Linked DNA regions of Zea mays: regions 1 and 2 are each linked to region 3. The links are chromatin contacts, called in public Hi-C maps. All regions are on one chromosome and are shown on one strand. The core of a region is the stretch at or near the end of the contact, and the rest is flanking DNA. Distances in the headings are between cores, read along the strand shown. Region 1 holds the start of LOC100280638 (carbonic anhydrase). Region 2 holds the start of LOC103653290 (junctophilin-4-like). Region 3 holds the start of LOC100277653.

Region 1 (3,812 bases), core at 406-2,905, 460 kb before region 3:
GTGCTTCCTTCTTCTGCTTCTTATTGGCTGGTTCAGAACTTGAGCCGCCTGTGATTGAGAGCACCAGCTTCGTAGCCGAAGGTGTCACAGCTTGGTCGCCTTGCGAAGCCATTGTCGTGGTTGTGGAAGTGAGTTCACCAGAGGTGGGCACCAATGTTGGTCATTTGTTCTCAAATGATGTGAATCAAGAACAAGGCAACACAATTGTTAAAAGTCGAGGACCTTCGTCATTCAAAGCATTATCTGCTCTTGGATATAATGATCTTTAGACGAAGGTCATGAAGGACATACCTTCATCATTCATAAGAATAATAGTACATAGAGATAATGAATGTAATCCATCGGCTTATAAACATAAGTATTTCATAATGTATACATGAACATTAACATAATCTACATTACATGATACTTTCGGTTTGTTTGAAGGTGTTGATGCGAGAGCGATTACAATTCAGCGTGAACAGTATGAGGGTACTGTTCACCTATTTATAAACACGGGACACAGCCCGGGTAAAAATACATTTATGACCTTAACATTTATTCATAACTGTAACATAAATCATTAGGGACTAGCTAGTCTTTTCCTCTTCGGCTCGGCTCCATATTTGATCTTTGGCATTGTTTTAAGCCAAAGCTGTCGTCCTTCGGTGGTAGCTTCGGTATTCATCATTGTAGCTTTCAGACGGTATCTTTGTCTCGAGGACCTTCGACAGAGAGAGTCCTCAAAATTACTTTGCCAATGATGCCTTTGTCTTGAGGACCATCGGCGGAGAAGAAGACCCCCAACACCCTATAATTAACCCCGTTGCACAATATATTTCTCGGATGTAGTTGTTAGCCAGTGGCACAATTTACCTAAGTTTTCCTACCCCTGGTTACCCTATAAATACCCTCGCCCTATAGCCACAGCGGCACACATAACAAGATGTTACGGTTTCCTACCTAATGTTTTTGTCGTGCATCATGTCTCCCACCTGCTCCCGAGTGTATGGGTCCACTTGTAAGGACCCAAAATGATATCGACGAGGCTCCACGTAAAGATGTCAATTAGGGTCCATATGAAGTGCTTTATTTGAAGGTGTCGACAAGGTTTTGTGTGAAGGTCTTGGTATGAAGATGTCGATATGATGAGGCTTGATGTGAAGATATTGATCAATATGGCCTTGTGAACGAATGATAAAATGCATATAGTGTGTTAGCTTTAGAATTTTAAAGGCCATGTTTTGTTTTGTTTTTTAACGAAGCCTCCGACATGTACCATGTTAGCACAACAAAGCTTTTTTTTATTTGCACGGGGTTTTCGACCTGTCGGTCTGTTTTCACTTTTGCTTGTTGTTCATCGATGTTGCATATATTTTATTACACCAAGATTTGGTTACAAGAATTTGTTGTTTGGTTCTGAGGCATGAATCGTAGTCCTGGCTGCATGCCTGGCCCACACCATCCTCTATTAAACCGATTTTAATATCAAAATGTTATAGACATTAAATATAATAATACCATACTGTATGATGGAAAGAGACTCGATCGTAAAAGTATGGAGTTTTATAAGAATAAAAGTTTCTTTTTTAAAAACAATATGAGTGTGTTTTGGCATTAACACACTGACGAGACGACGGCCTTTTATATACTCGGACTCGGTGCGGGGGGGCACTTCATCCCAAACCAGTTCAGCTTCCAAAAAGGCAAAGCAGAGCCCGCAAGCGGAGAGGCTACAGAAGGGTATGGGTCACCTCCGCGGCCTCACCGCCGCGCGGCTCCTCGCGGCGGCCTTCCTGCTCTCCGTTGCCGTCCCGGCCGCCAGAGCCCAGGAAGAAACCGAGCACGAGGAGGAGTTCAGCTACGTCGTCGGCGACGAGAACGGGCCGGAGCACTGGGGCAGCATCAAGGCGGAGTGGGGCAACTGCAGCGCCGGGCGGATGCAGTCCCCCATCGACCTCTCCCACGAGCGCGTCTCGCTGGTGCGGTCCCTCGGCTACCTCACCCACTCCTACCGCCCCGCCGAGGCCGCCATCGCCAACCGCGGCCACGACATCATGGTACGTGACGCGACGGCAAGGGGGGGAGGGGGGTTCGCTAGCTGGTGGTGCATCATGGTGGGAAGCATTGGTGCGTGGCGTGGCTAGTGCCAGCTGACTGTTTGGTTGCAGGTGAGGTTCAAGGGCGACGCCGGCTTCCTGGTGATCAACGGCACGGCGTACTACCTGAAGCAGATGCACTGGCACTCGCCCACCGAGCACACCGTCGACGGCCGCAGGTGAGAACGAATGAATGGTGGTCTGCTGGTCTCGTCGTCGTCGTTGAGAGCCAATAATATAATAAAGACTCGACGTGCGTACGTGTGGACCGCGTAATTCCTCATTACTGCTTGCTTTTTATAGATCGTCGATCGAATTATGTAGCATGTTGGTAATAGATAGGAGTGGTAAGTAACGACTGGTCCGATCGAGATGCTCGCTCGCTCGCAGGTACGACATGGAGCTGCACCTGGTGCACGAGAGCTCGGCGAACAAGGCGGCGGTGATCGGCATGCTCTACGAGATCGGCGCCGAGGACCCGTTCCTGCAAGCGCTGGAGCCGTCCATCCACCGGATCGCCGACAGGCAGGACCGGGAGGAGGCCATCGGCGTGGTGGACCCCCGGCGCGCGCGCGGCAGGGCCAGCGTCTACTACCGCTACGTGGGCTCCCTCACCACGCCGCCCTGCACCGAGGGGGTCATCTGGACCGTCGTCAAGAGGGTTAGTGGCCGTGGCCCCGCTGCGCAATTTTCTTCCCCGAATTCCAACCAAACGGCATCATTCGATCGATCGTGAGTCGTGACTATAGCGCTGACGTCCGAACAACCGTGTTTTAAAACGAGCCAACATGTCTGGTAGATTTTGTAGCATTTTTTTTTTTGGCTGAGGTTGCTGAGTGTACTTTAATTTCGCGCATGCAGGTCCGCACCGTGTCCAGGCACCAGCTGGAGCTGCTCAGGGAAGCCGTGCACGACGTAAGTTCATGACGTCGCTTGCTTCTTAGTCCCAAATGTGTTTGACCAGCATTCTGGATGGAATGGAAGGCGCCAGGAAAGCTGGTTTTAGTTTGTTTGTTTTTTCTCAGCCTGATTTTTATTTATTTTTTGTCTCGCGTGTGTTTACCTGCTTCAGGGCATGGAGAAGAACGCGAGGCCGGTTCAGGACGTCAACGACAGGGACATCAGCATCTTCCGCCCAAAGCCACACAAGCACTACTAGTACTAGCTATGGTATAGGTTGCACAGTCCAGCAGCGCGCGTAGTTGGTATCGATCAGTAGTGATGCACGAGCTAGCTGACGCGGTTCAGTGTTGGGGAGAGGTGTCTGCTGTATATGGTTACGGTTTTGTTTTATAATTCTTTCCATCTATGTTATAGGACGAAATAAACAGACGAGGATCACCTTCAGGTCCACTCTTCAGAAGAAGAACAAAAAAAAAAGGAAAAGAGAACATGTCGATGCGCATGTGGCTCGATCGATTTGATTATTGTTGTTGAGTAGTTGGCACTCAAACATGACCTATCTAACTGGCACGGTCTTTTGTTAAAAAAAATACTATGATTTGATTGTCGTTTAGCAGGACGAGTCACATGTGTACAGTATAAGCCTATATATATTCTTCAGCCAGCTAGATTTGTGTCAAGAAATGTTTCACAAGTAGTATGTCAGTCAAATCAAAGAATGATACTAACCATAAATTAAGCCCAAAAGTTTCAATTATCGATTCCTCTTCTGTCCGCCGCAGCCCTTTAACCAGCAGCTAGCTGTAGGCTTGCTGTAGCAAAGCCAAGGAC
Region 2 (3,983 bases), core at 969-3,468, 340 kb before region 3:
GCACGCTCAAGTACGATTACGAATGGAGAATCCCTGCACGTGGCGCCACAAGTTCAAACCGGCAAGATTTGCCGTCGGAACATCTGATCCGAGCAAGATAACACAGTGCATGTACAATGCACATACAGTACAGGGCGATGCAGAAAACAGAAAAGCACTGACAGATCATCTCCACCGACCACCATTGATACACATGGATGGAGTGGAGACATGGACTATGGAGCAGTCTGCACAAGGAGGAAGAGGAATAGGGTGAACTTGCTCTCAGCGATCCAGCACGAGGTGAACCACTTCAAGAAAACAGCAGCAGTTCAGCCCATTGGTGGCTGCCGCCAACCGTACTGGTCTCTCCAACCAACACGGAGCATGCGGTTGTGCTGCTCCGGTCGCGAAACTCAGCAGCTAGTCACTGCCGCTCTTGGCTAGTCTATCCTGTTAACAGGTGAAGGGCACAATTCTTGAACCCAATTCACACATCGATGAAACAGAGCTTGCCATCTATCCTGTTCTGCACTGCCTTGATCGCAGCGACACGGGCAGCTGTAGCCGCTCTGTTTGCAGCCATGACGGCCTTGTTCACCTGCTCTTGTACTCTTGGGAGGTGAAAGGCGCTGTCTGCAGCCCTTCGAGCAGCCTAGTTGCACAATGAGAGAATTTGAGCAACTGAAGCATGGAGGCGGCGTATCAATTATAAATGTTGGGAATTGTTGAATACCTGCAGGGCACGCTGAACAGCTGGGTCTGACAGAGGCAAGGAGCTCTTCAGAATTCCAGAATCCCACTCCCCGGCTCGTTCATCCCCACTCCCAAATACGTACATCCCGAACCCCTGTTTCTTTCCTTCGTGCCAAGATCCCTCGTAGCTGTGTCCATTGGCGAATCTGTACGCACCGAAACCCTGGATCTTGTCTGCGAAGTACTCCCCCGCGTACAGATCGCCGTTCCTGCAGAGGATTTTGTTCTGCAACCGATGTTACGGTGTTCACCTGAAATGGTAGCGCAGGCGAGGCCGTGCTTCACGGTGTTCACCTGAAATGGTAGCAGCCGAGGCCGTGCTTGACGCCGCACTTGAACTCGCCGGCGTACGTGCTGCCGTCGGAGCAGGTCTGGGCGCCGATACCGTGACTCTGGCCGCCGGCCCACTCGCCGGCGTAGTCGTCGCCGCTGTAGAATCGGTAGACGCCGTGGCCGTGGCGAAGGCCCTGCCGGTACTGGCCGCGGTACCGGCTGCCGCGCGCCCAGCTCTCGACGCCGTGGCCGTCGTACTTGCCGTCCACCCAGTCGCCCTCGTACTTGCCCTTCCCGAAGAAGCTGTACACGCCGCTGCCGCTGCAGCGGCCCCCGTGGAACTCCCCCTCGTAGCGGTCCCCGTTGCTGTAGAACTCGACGCCCTCCCGCACCTCCGCGCGGCGCCCCAGTCCCAGCCCCAGCCCGAGCCCCGCCCTCCGCTTCCAGTCCCGCTGCTCCTCGTCGTCATCTTCGCCGATGAACCACCGCACGGAGGCCTCGAGCGCCGGGGAGCGCGGGCGAGCGCCGCGGAGCCGCGCGACGGCGGCCGCGGCGGCGAGGGCGAACCCCGCCGCGGCCGCCAGGAGGGCGAGGTGGTGGCCGCCGTCGCCCCCGCGCATGAGCAGCGCGGCGAGCGCGAGGACCGGGAGGAGGAGGAGGAGCGCGGACTGGGCCGGGCCGGGGCGGAACCGGTGGTGGGCCCGGCGGAGCAGCGCCCGAGGCTTGCCCAGTGGCGCCTGCGCCTTCTTGTCGTCGGGTTCCGGGTCGTCGAGCGCGTGGAACGATGCGGTGCCGGGACCCGCGCGCATGGTAGGCGACCGGAGTAGCGACGACGGCGTCCTCGTCAGCTTACCGGCTCCGCCGCCGTGCCCGTCCATGCCTCCCCGCCGACTCTCGCCCCCGCCGCCGCGTCAGCTCCTCTCCTGCTCTGCTTCCCCCGCGACGAACCGTGCTCTCACTCTCTTTCGTTGAACGTCGAGCTGCCTCCCAGGCGGTACGGATCGATCGACGCGGAGGGAGTGGTTGGGTAGTGCAAGAGAAGGAAGAGAGGAAGGGGGGCCGGAGAGGTGAGTTTTATAACCACCGGACGGCGATGGGCAGCTTCCTTCCCTTCGCGGGCTGAATGAACTCGCTGGCAGCGCGAACCGCCGCGGCGAGATGTGATCCCCGCGCCGCCTCCCGATCTCGACCCGATAGGCGGGGAATCACACCGTCGCTCTCTCGTCTCTGTAACTATATTCAAACTTATATTTATAATCTATATTATAAAATAATATTTTAATGAATATATATAGATAGACTACTCGACACGATCTTATTAGATTTTTTTAATACACTCATTCCCTCAATACATATAAATTAAAGTGAATAAAAGAGTATCTAAACAAAGACCTTAGAAAAAGTATAATAAGGCTGACTAAGCGGGCTCTAAACAACTTCATGTCATCAAAACCTAGGTGGCAGTCTCCCTCCAGCGCATTCTACCATGAGAAAGAGTCTCCTTGCATCCTGCTGCGGGAGTTAAGGTTGGCTCTTTCTTTTTCCAGTCAATCCAAATGATTCCTATGTCAAACATTGAATATCTTCAGCTTAATTTAATCAAATTAGATGAGAATAAGCTTGCTATATGTATTAGTTTTATTATTGGCTCTTCATGATGTGGCAAGAGTATGGAGCCTTCAGTTGGTTCTTCTATTAACCTTGCTCTTAGAGGGAGTTTGATTTTGTCGGTACCCCGTAACTGGGGTACCCACTTGTACTGTGTCAAGATAGAGACCTATGTGGTTACCGCACACTAAGGAACTGAGCAGCCGGGCCCACGGGACCGCACACGTTTGATAGGGTCGTTGGCCTCTGGACCTGCTCCCGGCTCAGGAGCAGGTCCTATGTTGCCACATGTCCTGGGAGGGGAAAAGCTCAGGAATAACACCAATGGTCCGGACCTCATGGGCGGGTGCAGACCCCCACTTATGTCACACTCGGTTTCAGAAGGCAAACCGAATGTGAACCATGTAAGTGAAAAGATTAGAACTTGTTGGGGGCCTTCGTCTTCCGAAGATCCTCAAAAACACGCTTAACCATTTGTTTTTAGCATATTATTAAGTATTATAGGAGCTTCGTCACCAGAAAAGCTTCGATATAGATCGATGGAAGTACGACGGAGCAAGCTTCATCAAGATGAAGCAGGTAGGAGACGTAAGAAGAAGGTGTTGTTCAAGCTGTTAAGTGCAAATGACAGTACTGTCCTCATGTCATTTGTAAACCTTGTATGTAATTTTTGAGGGTATGTATGTAATATCGTATGAAGCTGTACGATTGCCTATAAATAGATGAACAGTACTCTCGTACTATTCACGCTGGATTGTAATTGCATTCACGTCATTGCCTTCAAACAAGCCGAAGGTACCAATGTAATATGAACTTTGATATTATTAATACATTCAGTAAAATGAATATGTTGCATGATATTGCATTGGTAACTATGTTTTTATATCTATGATTGATGAAGACATGTTCTTCAAAACCTTCGTCCAAGCTTCATTATACCCGAAGGGGAATAATGCTTCGAAGGACGAAGGTCCTTAACGTTTAACAAATGTGTTGCCTTATTCTTGATTCATAACAATCGAAAATAAGTGGCCAACATTGGCGCCCACCTCTGGTGAACTCAAACGACCACCTTCGTCAAGAAAAACTCGAACAACTACCTTCGTCATGCCACCGAAGACAGCAGTGCTAGGGGCTGCCCTTGCACCACTGGGCACCAATCAAGATGGACTCCTTCTAAGGGAGGTCCAAAGCTAGAAAAGGAAAACTATTAGCCCAACACCACAGGAAGAAGAGTTGGACCAAGAAATTAGGGATCTAGAAGCTATTCATCAACAAGTGGAGAGAAGAAGGGAGAAGATGCTTTGGCTGACTGAGCTCCAGAAAAAGATTGATGAAGCAGCCGAAGAGATGCGTCACATCACATA
Region 3 (3,984 bases), core at 171-2,670:
GGGTTGCGTCCCGTGCTTATAAATAAATGAACAGTAACACCGTACTGTTCACGCTGGGTTGTAATCTCTCTCACGTCATTCTCGCACCCTCACCTTTTGGCAAACCGAAGGTACCAATGTAATGTGAATATTATTGATGTTCGTTCGTATTTATAGAATACAAAAATAAATAGATTATTGATACATAATCATGATTATCTTTATTCCTTTGTGTTCCTTTATTTTCTCATTTACGTTTACATTTATATGCTGAAATGAGGAAGGTATGTCCTCCACGACCTTCGTCTGAAGTTTATTATATCCGAAAGGAAATAATGCTTTGAAGGACGAAGGTCTTTAACTATTAATAATTGTGTTGCCTTGTTCTTGATTTATACCATTTGAGAACAAGTCTACAATACCTGCGTCTAGTCGCGCTCGACTGATAGCTTGTGAAGCCCAGTCGTTCAGCCCACGAATCATAGTGGGTCGTGGCCACACAGCGATACCCATCCTCCACAACCCTCAACAAGGAATTCCCAGTCGGGGAATAGCTCCCATCCCCATCCTCCAACGATTCTTTTTTTCATGCGGAGATCCTCACGAACGCTTGCGGATGACATTTCTTCCCCATCCCGTTCCCCGTGGGAAAAAATCTCCGACGAGATCCCCGCCCCGCTTAAATTATAATTAGAACGTACTTTGTTATCAATGTAAAACATTGTCACTTATACACATTGTTATATGTAAAAAAAATATTATGTATACATCAAAATTAACACATTTGTACAACAAATAATCTTTTGATAATATAATTATTTATTTTTCCTCATTAAGAGCTAGTTTGGGAACCATTTTCTAAGGGATTTTTATTTTTTCGAGGAAAAGTAATTTATTTTACCTTAAAAAATTGGACTTCTCAAACTAGCCCTGACTATTAACAAAAATATCTAGACATATAAGTTTAACGGGTCCTGACAGAGAACATGAGAAAAATCCCTGTTTACTATCAGAGAAGATTTTTTTCCAATTATATCTCCATGAGACATAAACTTCCTTATTTTCATCCCAAAATAGAAGAATTTCTCGCTAGGAATCGAACATTTAGGGCCTGTTTGGATCACCACCGCCGATCCCACACCGCGCCACACTTGGCGTGCCGCAGCTGTGGCGGCCGAATCGACCGCCGCAGCTTAGGTGAGGTGTGGCGCCAGAGGTTAGGGTCCAAACAGGCCTTTGGACCCATTGCCGTCTCAACGCCACCCTGCCCGCGGGGCGGTGTAAAACAATGCGCACGCGCCCCGCGCCGCCAAGCGGCACGCGCCAACTCGAAAAGGGAAGGACGAAACCTCCCCACCATTCCAATGTTTCGAAATTCGAATTTCACATGCCCAGAGAAATCCCCCGGAATCCCTTCGGCAGTGGTCGCCATAATTTGGAAATCCAAAACCACCCACGCCGCGCGGCCAGGGCTCCTCCCCTCGCTCCTTTTAAATTTTGAACCCCATCTCCGTTCGAGCATCAAACGAATCGCGCACGCTTCCCTGACTCATCCAATCCACGCACACCAACCCCCATTCTCGGCCGCCACTCGCCGCTCCGGCAAGTCTCCAGAGATACGCGTGCGGTGCGACGGCGGTATGGACGCACTCCCGGATGGCGTCGTGCAGCACATACTCTCGCAGCTCAGCAACGCCCGTGACGTGGCCGCCTGCGCCGCCGTCGCCCGCTGCTGGCGCGACTGCATGCCCTTCCTTCCGTCGCTCTATTTCCCGCGTGGCGCCTTTGAGTCCGTCGGCGTCGGACCGGCGTCAGCCGTGGCCGCGGCCGACGATGTCATCGGTCGGATGGTCGATGCCGCCGCGCGCCTCGAGGAGCTCGTAGTGTACTGCCCCTTCTCCGCGTCCCTGCTCCCGCACTGGCTCGCGGCGCGGGCCGCCACGCTGCGCGTGCTCGAGCTGCGCGTGGAATCCGCCGCCGACGACAAGTCGGGCCACCTGGACTCCATCGGGGTGGCCACGAGCCTCGAGGAGCTCAGGCTGTGGGCGCTCAGGATGACGCGCGCGCCCGCGTGGGGCCAGATGGAGCGGCTCCGCGTGCTGGAGGTCGTCGGCGCCGTGCTGGAAGACGCCGCGGTCAACGGCGCCGTCGCCGCCTGTCCCAATCTCACCGATCTCGCGCTGCTCGGGTGCGAGTGCGCCGGAGAGGCAGTCATCTCGCTCGCCCATCTCGAGCGGTGCCGGCTCGATTTCGTCGGCTCCGGCAACACTTCTCTCAGGTTTGCCGCGCCGCGCGTCTCGTCCCTTGAGGTCCAGGGCTTCTCATTGATCTATCTGCAAGGTGGCAACCGTCTCAAACATCTCACAATCTCCAAGAACACTGGTACGGTCCGCAGGTCTCTTTGCGTCCCCCCGCAGAAACAGATTTTGGTCCGTATCACATTGCCTGATAGTTACTATTCAAAAATTGGATATTTTAGGTAGTGTGTATCATGTGGAGATGGGGAAGCTCCCGGAGTTGGACCATCTCTCGCTGCGCGGCGTCCAGTGGAGCTGGGGCGCCATCAGCTCGGTGCTGCAGTGCGCTGGCGAGGTGAAGCACCTGGTGATGAAGGTTGAGTTCTGTGGTGATTATGACACGCTGCAGCCATTCCCGGAGCTCGACCTCGTGGAATTCTTCAACAGCCACCCGAAGCTTCACAAGTTCGAGATCCACGGCGCCATGTTCGCGGCGCTGTGTCAGAAGAACAGCCTGAAGAAGGTAAGCCATGCCATACCATACCACATCTATGTTAGCAATATTTATCTTTTGAACTTGTAGCTGGTGTATGGCCTAGCTAACTTCGTTTCGTCAATGCAGTTGGATTCAAGGTTCGTGATTCCTTTCTTGGAGCACGTGCTGGTCACCGTGCGGTCACCCCTGAATGCTGAGCAGAAGCTGGACACCCTCGAGTCCCTTGTCAGGTACAGCGTGAGGCTAAGAAGGATGGTCATTAGGATCTCGCAGATGAAGAATTGCCACGGTGCCGCTGATGATTTTTTTGCGGAGATTTGCAAGTTCGCTTACATGAACAGTGGGAGAGTGTGCATAGAGTAGAGGTGTTGCTGCATTTGCCATTCTTGAATGAGTTAGCACTAAATCAAGGCAGTTTTTTTTACCCAATGCCGTTTACTTGTGGCAGTTTATTGGATAATTTATAGTTTGTTTTGTTGTTCACCCAGCTTGAATGCATCTGCACTTGAGGCCAGAAATCATTTGGTTAAATTTGTTACTAGTCTAAGTATTGCGCCTGTTTAACTGTACCGTTCATTGGTTCCTGAAATGTAATAATCAACCTTGGTTTGTTACTGTTCTTTAATCTAAACATCTATATATATATATATATATATATATATATATATATATATATATATATATATATATATATATATATATATATACGAACTAATGGAAGCCCAAGGCTTCCATTAGGACCGGGAAGCCCCAGCCAATTAGACGGACCCGGGTAGCGCGTAGGTTTGCTCGTCGGTTTCCTGGTCTGGTCGAACCACAGCGTAAATCATAAGCCAACAAAACGTAAACGCGTTTGTATTTTAGCGTAAAAGGTATACGCGATAAAATCACGAACCATAACTGAAGGTTCCCGAAAATATTGCATGCATGCACGTAAGCAGAAACGCGAGACATAAATATGTATATAAAACAGCGTAATTGAGTACAAACTTTAGCGTAAATCGTAGATCTGTTTCATAACGGCGAATGAGGCTCGAAAATTACGGCGTGAAAATCGCGAGCGTACGATCGTGCGCGGGTTCTAGCTCAGGCAGATTTTGGCGTAAAACATGAACCGAAACAGCGTAAATGAGTATGAATTTTAGCGTAAATCGTAGATCTGTTTCCTAACGGCGAATGGGGCCCGAAAATTATGGCGTGAAAGTCGCGAGCGTACGATCGTGCACGGGTTCTGGCTCAAGCAAATTTTGGTGTAAAACATGAACCGAAATA

Evidence for each region. A called contact is a pair of places that touch in the nucleus more often than the background predicts.
Region 1: a Hi-C map of tassel shows a contact between it and region 3, with 2.2 times the contacts expected there. The contact joins the promoter of LOC100280638 here to the promoter of LOC100277653 in region 3. A contact is called at or near these places in 3 of 25 Hi-C or Micro-C datasets (ear, leaf and tassel).
Region 2: a contact with region 3 is called in a Hi-C map of bundle sheath, with 3 times the contacts expected there. The contact joins the promoter of LOC103653290 here to the promoter of LOC100277653 in region 3. A contact is called at or near these places in 3 of 25 Hi-C or Micro-C datasets (bundle sheath, ear and tassel).

The regions. Positions count from the first base shown.
Region 1 is chr4:59,561,475-59,565,286 of Zm-B73-REFERENCE-NAM-5.0, reverse strand. LOC100280638 (carbonic anhydrase) reads left to right here and starts at 1,655. Exons shown (of 5, transcript NM_001371673.1): 1 at 1,655-2,039; 2 at 2,151-2,257; 3 at 2,469-2,739; 4 at 2,940-2,993; 5 at 3,151-3,504. The coding sequence starts at 1,725. The coding sequence ends at 3,237.
Region 2 is chr4:59,439,033-59,443,015 of Zm-B73-REFERENCE-NAM-5.0, reverse strand. LOC103653290 (junctophilin-4-like) reads right to left here and starts at 2,218. Exons shown (of 3, transcript NM_001323537.1): 1 at 1,030-2,218; 2 at 716-944; 3 at 293-634. The coding sequence starts at 1,886. The coding sequence ends at 470.
Region 3 is chr4:59,097,858-59,101,841 of Zm-B73-REFERENCE-NAM-5.0, reverse strand. It overlaps LOC100277653, which reads left to right and starts at 1,420. Exons shown (of 3, transcript NM_001151162.2): 1 at 1,420-2,361; 2 at 2,459-2,739; 3 at 2,839-3,375. The coding sequence starts at 1,620. The coding sequence ends at 3,075.